5 separate regions of the Mus musculus genome follow, and all the other regions are linked to region 1. Evidence: chromatin contacts called from public promoter capture Hi-C data. All regions are on one chromosome and are shown on one strand. Each heading gives the region's core, a stretch centred on a gene start, on an enhancer-like site or on the middle of the called end of the contact. The rest is flanking DNA. Distances are from core to core; before and after follow the strand shown.

Region 1 (2,700 bases), core at 194-2,693:
TTTGGTCCCTGAAAATACATTGTTTCCTTGGAAACTTACAATCCAAAGTTTCTGGAAGGCAAAAGGCAACTGAAGGTACAAAACAATAGAAAGCCTTTGCATGTCAAGGCAAAGTTAGGAGGATCTACATTTCCATGGGGAGAAAGACTAATTTTAAACAGTCCAGAGCACTCTGCTCAGAAGGAAGGAGCTTGTATTGGAGCCTTCCGCTTGTGCTTTGGCTCACAGAAAGTCTAAGTAATTCATAAATTACTAACAAGGAGTTTGATTTATTTCATCAACAGCAGCATCCTGAGAACCCAGTAAATATTTTCCAGATGTTAACAGCTTATTTTTTATCTTATAAGCAATTTATGCTATTTAAAATGTGCATGGTGTATTTTTAAATCTTTTCAGAAATGTATAGCTATCAAGAATCAGCCTCTATTGCCCATATCTAATATAATCTTAAAATAGCCACAACTCCAATGGCATATTTTCAGACTATATAATTTCATGACAGAACCATATAAAAGTATCATACGAAGTTCAAAGCATTGCCTAATGTGCCTATACTTGAAATTCAACCATAGCATACAGCTGTGCCTCAGAAGGCACACACTTTTAGCTTCTAACAACAAACTGCGTATTTAAAAAGAAAGAATCGCATATTATGGAATCAGCCAGCTGTTGAACTAAATGCCCACAGCTCAGGAGACAAAGCATCTGCTTCGGCATTCGCTTGGCCAGTGAACAAAGATAAAATGAGTATCCTTTAAGGAAGAGAGAGAGAGAGAGAGAGAGAGAGAGAGAGAGAAAGAGAGAGAGAGAGAGAGAGAGAGAGAGAGAGAGAGAGAGAGAGAGAGAGAGAGAGAGAGATTTTCACTGTCTTCAAGATAATACAAATATCGATATAAAAAAAAGCTGCAAACATTCCTCTTACCTGTAAAGCAGTCACTTCCTGGTGCGATATGAAATGCCCAGCTGGAAGAAGTGTCCAAAGTCAATCAGGTTCTTTATTGAAAAAGAAAACACCAACCACAGGACCACAGTGCACTTTCTCCTCAAATATCACTTTTTCTCAAGTCTCATAGCTTCAGAAAGTTAAAACATCTGGTCGAAGGCGAAACACTGAGCCCTTAATTTTCATTGAAAGTCTTGCAGGCAGAACACACACTGGAGCATCCTGAAGCCAGAGTCCCTTTCTCCCCCAATTAATATTCACAGCATACTTCACAGCTATGCTGACTTTGTTTTGCATATAGTTAACCATTGACAAGCTGCTGATCACTGTAAATAAACAAGACGCTTTGCGGAGACCCGGGGGTGTTCACTCTTGCTTTCTTTGGTTGTAGATCCAGACTGCTGTACAGCTCTCCTTCCTCTCGGTCGAGTCTTTCTAGTTAGCTCAGTTTGTTATTAGTCAGATTGCCAAGGACTGGGAGGTAGGCGTAAATAAAGAGACTTCTTGGCTTTTGACTCAGCCTTTAAGCCCTTCCCCATCAGAAGTGCTTTAATCTGCCAGTGTCATATAACACAGGAGACAGCTCCACCTTGGGACTGTTCAGTGCCTCCTATTTCTGCAAACGGTCTTTGCACTGCTTTATTTATTTATTTATTTATTTTTTATCAAATAGAGAGCAAATGAATTTTGATGGAAATGATTGCACGTGGCTTTAAATGCTTAATAATGTGTTTTGTTATGAACGAACCATGAATAATATAATGCTGAAATTGTTTCTTGCACAGCAGTATACTCAACACACACACACACACACACACTGAAACGACAAGCAGCCTTCCTGCACAATAGTTACTTCCTGTCATTTTATGCTTGGTGTTTTGAGTTGAAATTGGGCACTAATTAAATTTAAAATGTGACACAAATTGCTTCTCTGAAGAACATGGCTTTTTCATTCACCATTTAAAAATAAATCAAAAGCCTGATGTGCGACTATAGTTTTCAGGCTTCATTATTTTCCCCACTAGAGAAAATATTTTATAATGAAGCTAAAATTTGGGGCCACTGCTGCTTCTGACTTATTCAGATTTTTGTTTACAATGGAAGTGCAATTATTTTAAAAGGTATTTAAATAAATAAGATTATTTAGACTGCTTTATAAGCTGCATGTCACACACCTACGTATGAAATTATATTTACACATCAAAGTGAATCTAGTTACTTATGTAATAACTGCAGCATTTTGATTTTAATTGTATTAGCTGAGAAGAATACAAGCTCCTAAGTAGTTCATATTTTAAAAATATTTGTTTCTTCTAATCTTATACATTTTAAAATCTTTCTGAGGATTCACAAAGTTTACTTCTTTAGTTCTCTAACAGTGTGATTATAAGAACTTATTTATTTATGGCATTCCAAATGCCTGATCATTTCATTCATAAAATGAATGTATTAGATACCCATATTTGTTTCTCCAAACACATACTGTTTAGATTTCTTCTTGCCCTAAGATTACACATAACCTGACATATCACTTCAGAAAAATTCACTCTGATGATAAGTACAATATCAAAAAGCAAGAATAACAACTGGATTTTTATTCAGTTATTGACCTAAGTATACACTTAGGTCGTCCAGGATTTTATGATGATTCCTCTGTATTATGTTATCTATTCACTCTTTTATCTATTTCCTTGGCATTGTGTGTATTAAAATTGGGGCAGAGCCAAGAGGACAGGAAAAATTGTGAGAAATAGGAG
Region 2 (2,700 bases), core at 156-2,655, 540 kb before region 1:
TGATTTGTGGAGTCTTGTACCCCAGATAAATTTTTTGTCTTCCAGTACAGACACTGAGATCATTTTGTTTGTCTGTTTGTTTTGTTTCTGGTTAAATAATAAAATAACACAAAAACTAACCCATTATAATCAAAAAAACAACACATGCAAGGAAAAGGAGCCCAAGAAAAATGTACAAGAAACAAGAGAAGCAGTCTTATAAAAACACTAATCTGGAAGCCATAATATATACACAACCTATAAGGTAAAAAGAGAGAATAAAAATATACAAAATAAGATAAATATAAAAATAATAATTTAAAACAATATGTATCTTTAAGGAAATATTTAGATGTGACCTTGTGAAACAAGGAACCTCCTAACACTCCATTGAGGTTGTTTTCTTTAGGTCATTGAAATTTTTTTTAATTTAAAATATTTAACAATGAATTAAAATTTTAATTTCAAAAGTTACTTCAATTTTTTAACCACTAAGAACTTTTAGACATATTCATTAAAGTACAAAAATAGAAAAAATATATATATATATGTGGATGCTTTTCTGTTTTATATTTTGCAAAAGTCAAGTATTTTCTATTTAATTAGATACTTTAGCAAAATATGACTCCCCAACTTCAATATAATGGCTTTGAAATGGCTCAGAAATTATGTAGACTTCAAATACTTTCTAAAGCACTGTACTTTTAAAAGCTGAGTGCAAATTATCAAAAACATATGATGACCCTTTCTTTAAAATGAGTTTCACATGGTAAAAGCAGAGAAGAAGAAAGTCCTAGGCATAACTCCTGTAAACGTAGCCTATAAATTCCTAACACTAACACTCTGTTTTTAATTAGATTTTGTTGTTTTGTTTTGATTTGTTTTGATTTGATTTGATTTCCATGCTGAGCATGAATCACTATTCTCCTTTTCCTAGATTGAAGAGACGCTTGCTTAGAAATGTCAGGGAAATGGCAAAGTTCCTGTACTTTCATTTTGTGAGAACACTTTATAGATTATGCCTAAAAAATAAGAGCTTCCAGTAATTTTTGTCCTCTGCAAAGTGGCTATAATCCAGACATGAAAAGAAATATAGAGTATGAGTATGATTTGCAAGGAGAAACACGTTTAAACTAATATTATAGCTCCAAATTTGAAAGAATCATTACTATGAAAACTATATATACCATATAGGCTTAAAATAAGCATGGCTTCTTAGAGGCATGTAAATATGATTGTCACTAGAGACTTAAAAATGGAGAGAAGAAGGAATGATTGACTGCAGGTTTGAACTAGATGCTGAAGCCAGGACAAAAATGCAAAGAAAATATAAAGATTTCTTGGAAGCCACAGGGGCAGGGACAGAATGTAGAAACTAGAGAGTTTGAGAACACCAGGAAAACAGGTCCCTCAAAATCAAAAGCAGGGCTTATAGGGGCTCACAACTGCAGCAGCAATCATAGATTCTGCAAGGTTCTGCGCTGGTATTTCCTCTGCATGTATGTTGTGGTTTTTCAGCTTGGGGTTCTTGTGAGAGTGTTAACAGTGGGACTGCTGGTGTCTCTGAGGTTTTGTCTCCACTTGGGACCCTTTGACTCCAGCTGAGTTGCTTCATCCAGCTTTGATAGGATGCTTTGTGTCTACTCTGACTGCATCTTGCTTTGCCAGGTTTGGTTGATATCCCTAGGAAGCCTGCTTTTTTTTCTGAAGAGAGCAGTTGATCTGGCAGGCAGATGAGGCATGATATGTGTGGTTAGGATGTATTGCATGAGAGAATAAACTTTTTTAAAAGGAAAAATTGAAGACTCTTTAAAGCAAAATAAATTTGTAGTTGGATGTTTGTAGTTGAATGTTTCTATAAGACCTCCTGAAGCTGGGCCTCTGCTCAAGTCCCTGGATGAGCTGGCCAGCACCCCAGTGTCCGATAGAAAACCACACCTGTTGCAAAGTGCAAGAGCTTTTATTATCAGCTTGCTGAGGACTAAGTCCCTCCGCCTTGCAGGGCAGGGGAGTTCAACCCCTAGCAGTGAAGGTAGGGGGCTTTTAACAGCTAGCTGAGGAGTTGGGAGGAGTTGGGAAGAGTTCTTCTATTCCTGGTGTCCTTGGTGAAATTTACAAGGCAGGAGTGGGTAGTGAGTTCTTTCTGAATTTTTATCTCCGTGTCCTCGGCACAGGAAGGCAGGCATCTCTGGTTGTACAGTATAGAAACAAAAAGGCTTTTTGCTGGCTATAGAGAACAAAGAGCTTCTTTCTAGCTGTATTTTAGAGATCAGGGAAACAAGCTTGGGGAACATCCAGGGGCTTTACCTTCCAGGGAGAAACACTCTAAGTCGGGGTCTCACATTTCCACTTCCAACTCCAAATTCACCCCATACCAAATAATTGTTCTTGAGGTCAGGTGGGGTGGAGGGTGGGGCCATCCACATGGAGACAGGGGGTGGGGATGAAGTTTGGGATGTAGAGTAGTCAGTGGATGGGTCGGGTGTGGGGTGGTGAATAAAATATGGAGTGTAAAAAAAAAAGTTGTTAACTGCAAAGGAATCGAAATTATGGAGTCTCACTACACTAAGGTCCTTCACAAACATTTTACATACTTTGGTTCACATTCTACAACATGAAACTCCCCAATACAAAATTGCTATTGATTTGCCTTTAGAGTCACCACTGCCACCATTTTAGGACAATCTTTAAGGTAAAATTTCAGTGTGTGTCCCCTAATGC
Region 3 (2,700 bases), core at 184-2,683, 680 kb before region 1:
ACTGAGTCATTTTGCTTAGTACTTGATTAGCTCTGAGTCAGAGGGACTCCCAATAATGAGTGAAGTGGACATATGCCTCTATCCCTAACTCAGGAGACATATTCAATCAACAATCACAAAAGGAAAATTAGTTTTCTGCAATGGATCCTAAATTGGAATACAAAACACACTTGGAGAATGGTCAATTCCAATTATAGGCCATCAATAGAAAAGCTCATTCTTAGAATTGGAAACAATCACCCATGGAAGGAGTTACAGAGACAAAGTTTGGAGCTGAGACAAAAGGATGGTCCATCTAAAGACTGCCATATCCAGGGATCCATCCCATAATTAGCCTCCAAGCGATGACACCATTGCATACACTAGCAAGCCTTTGTTGCAAGGATGGTGATATAGCTGTCCCTTGTGAGACTAGGCCAGGGCCTAGCAAACACAGAAGTGGATGCTCACAGTCAACTACTGAATGGATCACAGGGCCCCCAATGGAGGAGCTAGAGAAAGTATCCAAGGAGCTAAAGAGATCTGCAACCCTATCGGAGGAACAACATTATGAACTAACCAGTACCCCAGAGCTCTTGACTCTAGCTGCATATGTATCGAAAGATGACCTAGTCGGCCATCACTGGAAAGAGAGGCCCATTGGTCTTGCAAACGTTATATGCCCCAGTACAGGGGAATGCCAGGGCCAAAAAATGGGAATGGGTGGGTAGGGGAGTGTGGGGGTGGGGGGAACTTTTTGGATAGCATTGGAAATGTAATTGAATAAAATACGTAATTAAAAAAAAAAAAAAAGAACACAGACCATTGGGCTGGCAAGATGGCTCAGTAGTTAAAGAGTGCCGACTGCTCTTCTGAAGGCCCCGATTTTAAATAAATCTTTTTTTAAAAAAAAGAAGAAGAAGAAGAAAAAAAAAGAAAGAAAAAAAAAGAAAGAAAAGGATTGCAACGGCATCCTTGGAGGTTCTTTGTCACAATGTTATGTCATGGCAATTTTATTTAACCTTACTTACTTATTGCATATATATTATGACTTCTGGTTTTATCTTTTTACGTGTGTATCTGCAAATGTAGCAGTATTTGTCTCTATATGTGTTTCTTATGGGTTTTGATGTAAAGAAAAATGAATGAAACAGTAGTAGACATATTTTGAAGGAAAAAAATGATCTGGGTAAATATGGTAGATATGTAAATCTGTATTCACATGTAATATACTATATCTCTACCATCTCAAAACTAAAATGCTTTGAAAAGTCATAGAAAAAAAACAAAACATGTGTCCCATTTCTAAGGTGAAAGCCACAGTAAAAGTAAATACTTTCAAAAAATAAAAAGGTACAGGAGTCAACTGCTACATAATGCTGCAAAATCATCTCCAGTCTAACCAACTAGAAAAATATCCCTATTATTCTAACTGTAATTCTTTCCTCCATAATGAAATCTGTACCACTTAATATAGACAAGAATAAATTGTCACCCCAAAGTTAACTCTATTGATAGAACTCATGTTTGCTTCTTTCCTTTCAAATTACACACTCTATGCGGTACTACACTTGCTTTGTTTGGTAATACATTTTGAAATAAATAAAAGTTGATGATAGCATGAGTTTGTCTATGAAAACTGAACAAACACCCCGTCTAGCATAAAAAGCCCTGTTCCTGATCCATTGTTGTCTGCTGTCTCTGACCATGAGAATTTCATCATAGCTAATGCTAAATGCAACTGAATGAGGAGGATCCAAGGATTAGTTGGTGGAGGCTATTTTGAGATCCACCTTCCTTAAATTTCCCTTTAAATTTACTCCTAGCCTTACTTTAACATGATGGATGGCATGTTTTGATTCTTTTCCAGTCTCCGAATTTCAGCAGGAAGCTTGCTTGCATCTGGAATTTGTAATGCAGTGATGAATCCCAGAGTTTTCTGTGCATACATGTGGCATTTCAAAGGCTTTTCAAAGAGGCGAGCAGAAAGGATCTGGGGACAGTTTCCGAGTGGCCTAGGAATCTACATGTGAGGTACTGTCTTTGAAGAAACACATGGGGCTGGAGACGTCAGAGTTCAGTGCATGTGGTATATTTTACTTTAAGAGTCAACTTAATATACAAACAGGAACCTGGAAAGAATTAGAGCCCTGGAGTGTCTGAGTTACTAAGATGGAAAATAAAGCTGTCCGTTATTTAAACATATACAGCAAAATCCATTATGATCTTTAACGCCAAGAAATGAATCAAAGAAAAGGACTAAAAAAAAGAATAAATTATGGAAAAGTATCTGAGTGCACATGCTATTTAATTCCTCAGTGTTCTGTTAAAAATGTGCCTATAATCCTCAACAATAACTTTTTTGTCTATAAACAAAATATAACATCATTTATTTTCTCACGTGCCTACATCATTTCCTGGTAGCTCTTTTGTCTGGGAAAATCTATATTAAAAGTTTGAGACCACTAGCCAATATTCTCTCTCAAAAATCTACTATACATCTGTATCTCATTGTCCTAGTAATCATTGTTTCATGAGACAGTCATTACTGTCTCCAGGAGATTTCTATAATAGAGCCATTCTAAAAGAGAAATATTATATCAATGCCCTGTGTCTTAGATTGACGGTGTATCCTTTAACCACACCCTGAAAGAAGAGGTAGGCAAACATTTCCAATTTGAAATCCTACCTGGTCTACATAACTTGATGAGACCGAAAGGA
Region 4 (2,700 bases), core at 38-2,537, 770 kb before region 1:
TCCAGATGCATATGAAGCAGAGGATGGCCTTGTTGTTCATCAGTGAGAGGAGAGGCCCTTGATACTATGAAGGCTCTATGACCAAATGTAGGGGAATGCCAGGACCAGGAAGCAGGAGTGGGTGTGTTGGAGAGCAAGGGGAGGGGAGAGGGTATAGGGGGGTTTCAGAAGGGAAACCAGGAAAAGCCATAATACTTGAAATGTAAATAAAGAAAATATCTAATAAAAAAGATCTTATCAATATGTATATGACAGAAAAAAATGTGTATTTATATTCTTTAAAGAAAAAAAGCAAAAAAACAAAAGCAATGCCCCTTGGGATAATAGATATTGGTTTGCACTCAGAGCAGGTTATAAAAGTGTGAAGAGTATATTTAGTAAGGTACCATGGGCCTGTGGAACAGCATCAGAGTTTTCCATAGCAGTTACTAAGACAGCTTAAGAGAATGTGTATTGTGATGGTTAAAATATTCTGAGCATCTAATAATGAATCTATAAATGTTGACAGCAAAGTAAACCCAGATTCAATATCTAGCTGTGTAATTATTAGTGTAGAAATATGATTCATGTTTTGATGCAAAGTTGTACTAAAAAATTTACTGAGCCAGTGAAATTTTTTCTCACACCTCCACAAATGCACAATAGATTTTGAGTACCCCCATAACCCTATACACTCACTACGTAAATACATATTACACTACATGCAATAAAATATATGTTTTAATAGGATAATATTCTGTTTTAATATTTTATTATGACAAATCTTATTACATATAACAATAATTTATTGAATATGATAATGTATATTTTATGCTTGTGGTTCACATAAGGCTAATTACCACTGTGAGAATAGATGTACAAATGATTGTAAAAGAAACAAAGTTCACAGATTCTCGTTTTAATCTAGTTTATATTCACTGTAGTTATATGAACAATATTCTAAAACTGAGAATACCTTCCTTATATGTAAATACATTTACCATATTATTTTGAGGCTTAGAAAAATTGTTTAAAAGACTTTTAGCAGAGTAAACTGTTTTGCAACAAGATGATCAGGATATAGTTTGACAATGTGGATCAACAATTAACAAAAATATAATCGTTATTGTGTTGTTTGGTAGGTTTTTATGCCTTACATTTATTTTTTTTTTTACAAATAAAAGATGACTTATATTTATACCAGAATGTTAGAAGACCTTTTGACAGATTTTGATAACATTTCAAGCTGGCTAATGCTGTCTGTTCATGCCAGTGTTTAATACCATATGCCTCGCCACATGGTCAATTGTGAGAGAACACAGACAACTTCAGACAGGGTCAGACTAGTATAAGATGGATAATTGCACTCATGACACTCAATAGTGACACCCGAAATACATGCTATACTTTTCTCACACTGAGAAAATTTAATTATGAATTTAGACTGTACATTTGAAACGGATTAAAATAAAATAGTTTTCCTTGAGCAGAGGATTTAGCCTTGAAAATCCGGGTGCAATAGACTTGACTTCATTTTATGTGAACACAGACTTACTGCATAATCTCTAATGCTTCCCTTTAGAAACAAAAACAAATAGACAAAAATAGCCTAAAATGTGCCTTTTGAAAGTCCCAATTCCTGCAAAGAAACAGGGATGTGCAAGTTGTTGTTACTGAGGTGACTATTCTGTTCAGCCAGTGTGTGAGTAGTTTTATTTTTATAACCTCTAAACAATGTACTTCAATTATGTAACTGTTAAAACCTTGGCACTTTTAATCTACTAGTTCATATGAGGATGAAGAATTCAATTTTTATTATGCAATGTTAGAGAACTTTATTAGAAGGATTCCTTTTAATGACAGCATTATAGAAAGCAAGAATTTCACATTCTGTGACATTTGAATCTGGCACTTTTTTCTATAAATGTATTAGAGAAGTTATGTAACATCTAGCATATTTTCAAACAATTTATTTAAGGTTTATAAAGATTGCAAAATCTATGTGGGTTTATTAAATTATATAGTTTAGGACAATACACATTTAAAAGTATTTATTTTATGTATGTGGATGTTTAATGTGCATATATATCTTTCTATCTCTACAGTGGAAGAGAGCATCTATTCCCATGGGACTACAGCTATAGATGGTTGTGAGACACCTTGTCGTTCTGGGAATTGATCTCAAGGGTTATGAAAAAGAAACTAGTTCTTCCAACTACAGAGCCATCTCCCTGGCTCTCAATAATCCATTTTAATGCAATAAACAAAACATATGAGCATACCCAATAATAAACAATACAGTAGAATAGCAGGAAGAGCTTTTTAGTGGGTAAATGAACACAGTGATAAAGAATTGTTGTGCTGGAACAGTGGCTCAGCAGTTAGGATCACAGACTGCAATTCCAAAGGACCCTGGTTCAAATCCCAGCAACTGCTTGATGACTTACAGTTGTAAAAAAGAATTGTCTATATAAGCTTATATGAAGAACTAAGATATTTGCATACTTGAAATCCAGGACTCATTTGAAATAAAGAAACTGCTGTTCATTATTAACTTAACTGGTGATTTATAAGGATTTTTTTAAAGTGACAATAGACTCTTCTCTCATCTGATAAATCTTTACCATAGCTTCTTCTCACTACAGTCTTCTCAGATTCAGCTCCTACCTCCCTTCCTGGCTTGACCCAATCTATCTGCTCACATAAAAAAAGCACAGGTAC
Region 5 (2,700 bases), core at 11-2,510, 710 kb before region 1:
CTCTGTCTGGCAGTCATATCCAGCTAAATTAGGCCATGTCTAGAACTGGTATTTTGTTGATGTGTGCTCTGGTTTGCCTCAACTTAGATCTGCCTTTGCTACACTTTACCTTCTGAGGACAAAACCCTGCAGTTAGAGATTTACCAATCCAGTTTATTTGACACAAGTATGAGAATTCTGTGTGGCGGTTAGGGAACAGCTCCAGTGTGATTATCTATAACAGTGGTTGTCAAGCTTTCTAATCTTGTGACGCTTTAAGACAGTTCCTCATTTGTCATAACCCCCAACCACATAATTATTTTTACTGCTACTTCATAATTATAATTTTGCTAGTGCTATGACTCATTATGTAAATGTCTGTGTTTTCTGATGGTCTTAGGCAACCCCTGTAGAATTCATTTGACTCCACCAAAAATCTCAACTTATAGGTTGAGAACTGATGATCTAAGAAGAATACAAAATGCAGTGGTGACATTTTTTAGCATAACTCCCAGTTGTTGGAAGGAGAGGAAGTCATTGACTAAAGGCTGCAAAGACATGTGAAGAAAATGTAGGGCCATGGTTATCAGCCCTAAGCAGGGAACTGGAACAAACCAGAACAGAGGATACTTCTAAAATACTTAAATAAAAGTCTATTAGAATCTTTCAATGGACTCAGAACAGCATCCATCTTTTGGGTACCTTATCATTTCCTTTCAACTCCAATATTGACAAAAGATCTTTGTAGGTATTAGAGTGTCTAAAATCAAAGTATGGGGTTCTTTAAATATTTGTCTTTTTGAGAGAGACAAAAGAGATTGTGAGAACAAGAAAAAAAGAAGGAAAAGGCTGAGAGAGAGAGATGGAGGAATGAAGAAAAAGAGAGGGGAAGCAAGAAAGAATATAAGGTTAATTTTTACATTAAAACAATAATACGATTCACAGGTTGGTACAACGGATGATTTCTTTATTCTTCCAATAGCATGCAGAACCTTCCATTACTATAAAGCTTACTTCAACTGAAATTTTCACATTTAATTAGTGACAGTGAGCTGATGTGCTCTCTGGTTACTTTAATTAGCATATTTCATTAGTGAGTAATTGGTAACCTAGGATATAACAACTGAATATTTAAATTTTTAACATAAGTAAACAGTAACATGATGTTTCCGTCATGTACAACTTGATCTGTTTTTGCTTCACATTGTCATCTGGAGTCCAGCTACTTGCCTGTGTGGTTTATAATCTCTGTGGATTGTTTTTTTACTCAGCCAGTCTCAGAACTCACCATCTGTGCCATATGGCAGTCATTGAGTAGGTGAAAATGGGAAATGAAACCCATAGGGCACACTCTAAAGAAACAGGAAATTGAACACATTACTTTCTACCTATATTCTTTGTCAGAGTCAAGTCACATATGGATGGATCCTGGAAAATATCATCTGTATTCTGACTGTGAATATGCCTCATTATATACAAGCATCATTGTAAGAGGATAATCTCACACGCGCTATTGTCTCGCCAGCAAGAACACACGCGTGAGAAATCGGATCCTTCTGTAGCAACTTTATTACCCCAGTTTCAACATAAAGAGGAAGACCCCAAGCACCAAAAAGGCGTTGCTTATATACACCTTAGTGTGGTGTGTCCACACCTGATTGGGTGCTCTCCCAGAGCCTCATCACCATGCCCCGGGATGGGCAGTGACTTGGCACGAATTTACTCTTACACCTGCGCACATTACTTGTTTACCAATTAAGCCACACAGGCACAGCAGAAACCGCTTCCCACAGGATAATATCAAACATATATTTATTCCACTAGATTTTGTAATTTTTAAAATGATAAAGTTAAGTCAAGCCAAAAGATATGCTGATAAAAAAATTGTTTTTCACTGAATATTTGTATATATGAGTTAATAAGATTTTGATATTATTTCACACCTACATATAAGCATGTAGTGTGTACTATCTAATACAGTTCTGAGAAATGAATAACACTTCTTTGATTTGACTGTATATTAACATAAAAATATTGTGCAGCTATTATAAGGGTCTAGGAATTTGATAAAATATAATTTTAATGTGAAATTTTAACTTGAAATTAAAGTACAGTTATGTTTTTAGCTTTATCTAAGTAATGGTAATAAATTCTATTTCAAGGTCTCCAGTTTTTTCTGGTCTTCATGTCAACAGTAGTTTTGGATGCTAGGGAGTTCAGATAGAGGTAAGATGAAAATGTGGATAATTTGATTCTCTCCTGCTACCATGCCAGTTGCAGAGACTAAGCTAAGGTCATTAAGATTGATAGCAATATCTTTCCCCATGGAGCCACCTCACAGGTTCTAATGAAACATTTCTCACAGTGAGGTAAAGTAACCTTAGCATGAGCAGTCTAGCGTGTTCTATAATTTTCATTTTTTTATTTATTCTTCTCTCATACAGTACATCCTCTCTTCAAGCCTCCCCTCCCTTCTCTCCACGCAGTATCTACCTCTGGTACCTCTACTCTTCCCTAATCCACATCTGTCCATTTCCCTTCAGAAAGCAGCAAGCCCCTCATTGGTATCAACCAAGCACAGCATGATGGAGGTCTCACAAGCAGGCAAAAGAATGAAAGACATCCCTACTGCCACTGTTTAAACTCCAGCAGCAACAACAAAAACAACAAACCTCGGTGTAAAATCTTTCATTGTTTTCTTCTGCTTCAGAAGTGAAGAAC

What was found. Promoter capture Hi-C pulls out the DNA fragments that hold promoters and counts their contacts.
Region 2: a contact with region 1 is called in a promoter capture Hi-C map of cranial neural crest. The contact joins the enhancer-like site here to the promoter of Slitrk6 in region 1. A contact is called at or near these places in 10 of 39 promoter capture datasets (the 3T3-L1 cell line, the HPC-7 cell line, HPC-7-derived erythroid cells and 7 more), 1 of 484 Hi-C or Micro-C datasets (ventricular fibroblasts) and 2 of 115 datasets of contacts at active chromatin or transcription factors (acute myeloid leukemia and craniofacial prominence).
Region 3: a contact with region 1 is called in a promoter capture Hi-C map of second pharyngeal arch cranial neural crest. The contact joins the enhancer-like site here to the promoter of Slitrk6 in region 1. A contact is called at or near these places in 7 of 39 promoter capture datasets (the 3T3-L1 cell line, cranial neural crest, frontonasal cranial neural crest and 4 more) and 4 of 115 datasets of contacts at active chromatin or transcription factors (acute myeloid leukemia, a beta-TC-6 cell line, craniofacial prominence and 1 more).
Region 4: a contact with region 1 is called in a promoter capture Hi-C map of second pharyngeal arch cranial neural crest. The contact joins the enhancer-like site here to the promoter of Slitrk6 in region 1. A contact is called at or near these places in 10 of 39 promoter capture datasets (the 3T3-L1 cell line, the C10 cell line, cranial neural crest and 6 more) and 1 of 115 datasets of contacts at active chromatin or transcription factors (craniofacial prominence).
Region 5: a contact with region 1 is called in a promoter capture Hi-C map of second pharyngeal arch cranial neural crest. The contact joins the enhancer-like site here to the promoter of Slitrk6 in region 1. A contact is called at or near these places in 11 of 39 promoter capture datasets (the 3T3-L1 cell line, the C10 cell line, HPC-7-derived erythroid cells and 7 more), 1 of 484 Hi-C or Micro-C datasets (embryonic fibroblasts) and 2 of 115 datasets of contacts at active chromatin or transcription factors (acute myeloid leukemia and embryonic limb bud).

Annotation. Positions count from the first base shown.
Region 1 is chr14:110,753,706-110,756,405 of GRCm38.p6, forward strand. It overlaps Slitrk6 (SLIT and NTRK-like family, member 6), which reads right to left and starts at 1,444. Exons shown (of 2, transcript NM_175499.4): 1 at 923-1,444.
Region 2 is chr14:110,214,281-110,216,980 of GRCm38.p6, forward strand. No RefSeq gene overlaps it. Among named protein-coding and RNA genes, the nearest start is that of Gm23242, 210 kb to the right of the region's middle. Within about 2 kb of position 1,406, at least 8 of the 459 cell types and tissues checked have an H3K27ac peak or open chromatin away from gene starts, as enhancers often do.
Region 3 is chr14:110,076,533-110,079,232 of GRCm38.p6, forward strand. No RefSeq gene overlaps it. Among named protein-coding and RNA genes, the nearest start is that of Gm25901, 190 kb to the left of the region's middle. Within about 2 kb of position 1,434, at least 7 of the 459 cell types and tissues checked have an H3K27ac peak or open chromatin away from gene starts, as enhancers often do. A contact at or near this core is called in craniofacial prominence, embryonic limb bud and second pharyngeal arch cranial neural crest, where this site is marked.
Region 4 is chr14:109,983,919-109,986,618 of GRCm38.p6, forward strand. No RefSeq gene overlaps it. Among named protein-coding and RNA genes, the nearest start is that of Gm25901, 100 kb to the left of the region's middle. Within about 2 kb of position 1,288, at least 1 of the 459 cell types and tissues checked has an H3K27ac peak or open chromatin away from gene starts, as enhancers often do. A contact at or near this core is called in second pharyngeal arch cranial neural crest, where this site is marked.
Region 5 is chr14:110,046,656-110,049,355 of GRCm38.p6, forward strand. No RefSeq gene overlaps it. Among named protein-coding and RNA genes, the nearest start is that of Gm25901, 160 kb to the left of the region's middle. Within about 2 kb of position 1,261, at least 8 of the 459 cell types and tissues checked have an H3K27ac peak or open chromatin away from gene starts, as enhancers often do. A contact at or near this core is called in embryonic limb bud and second pharyngeal arch cranial neural crest, where this site is marked.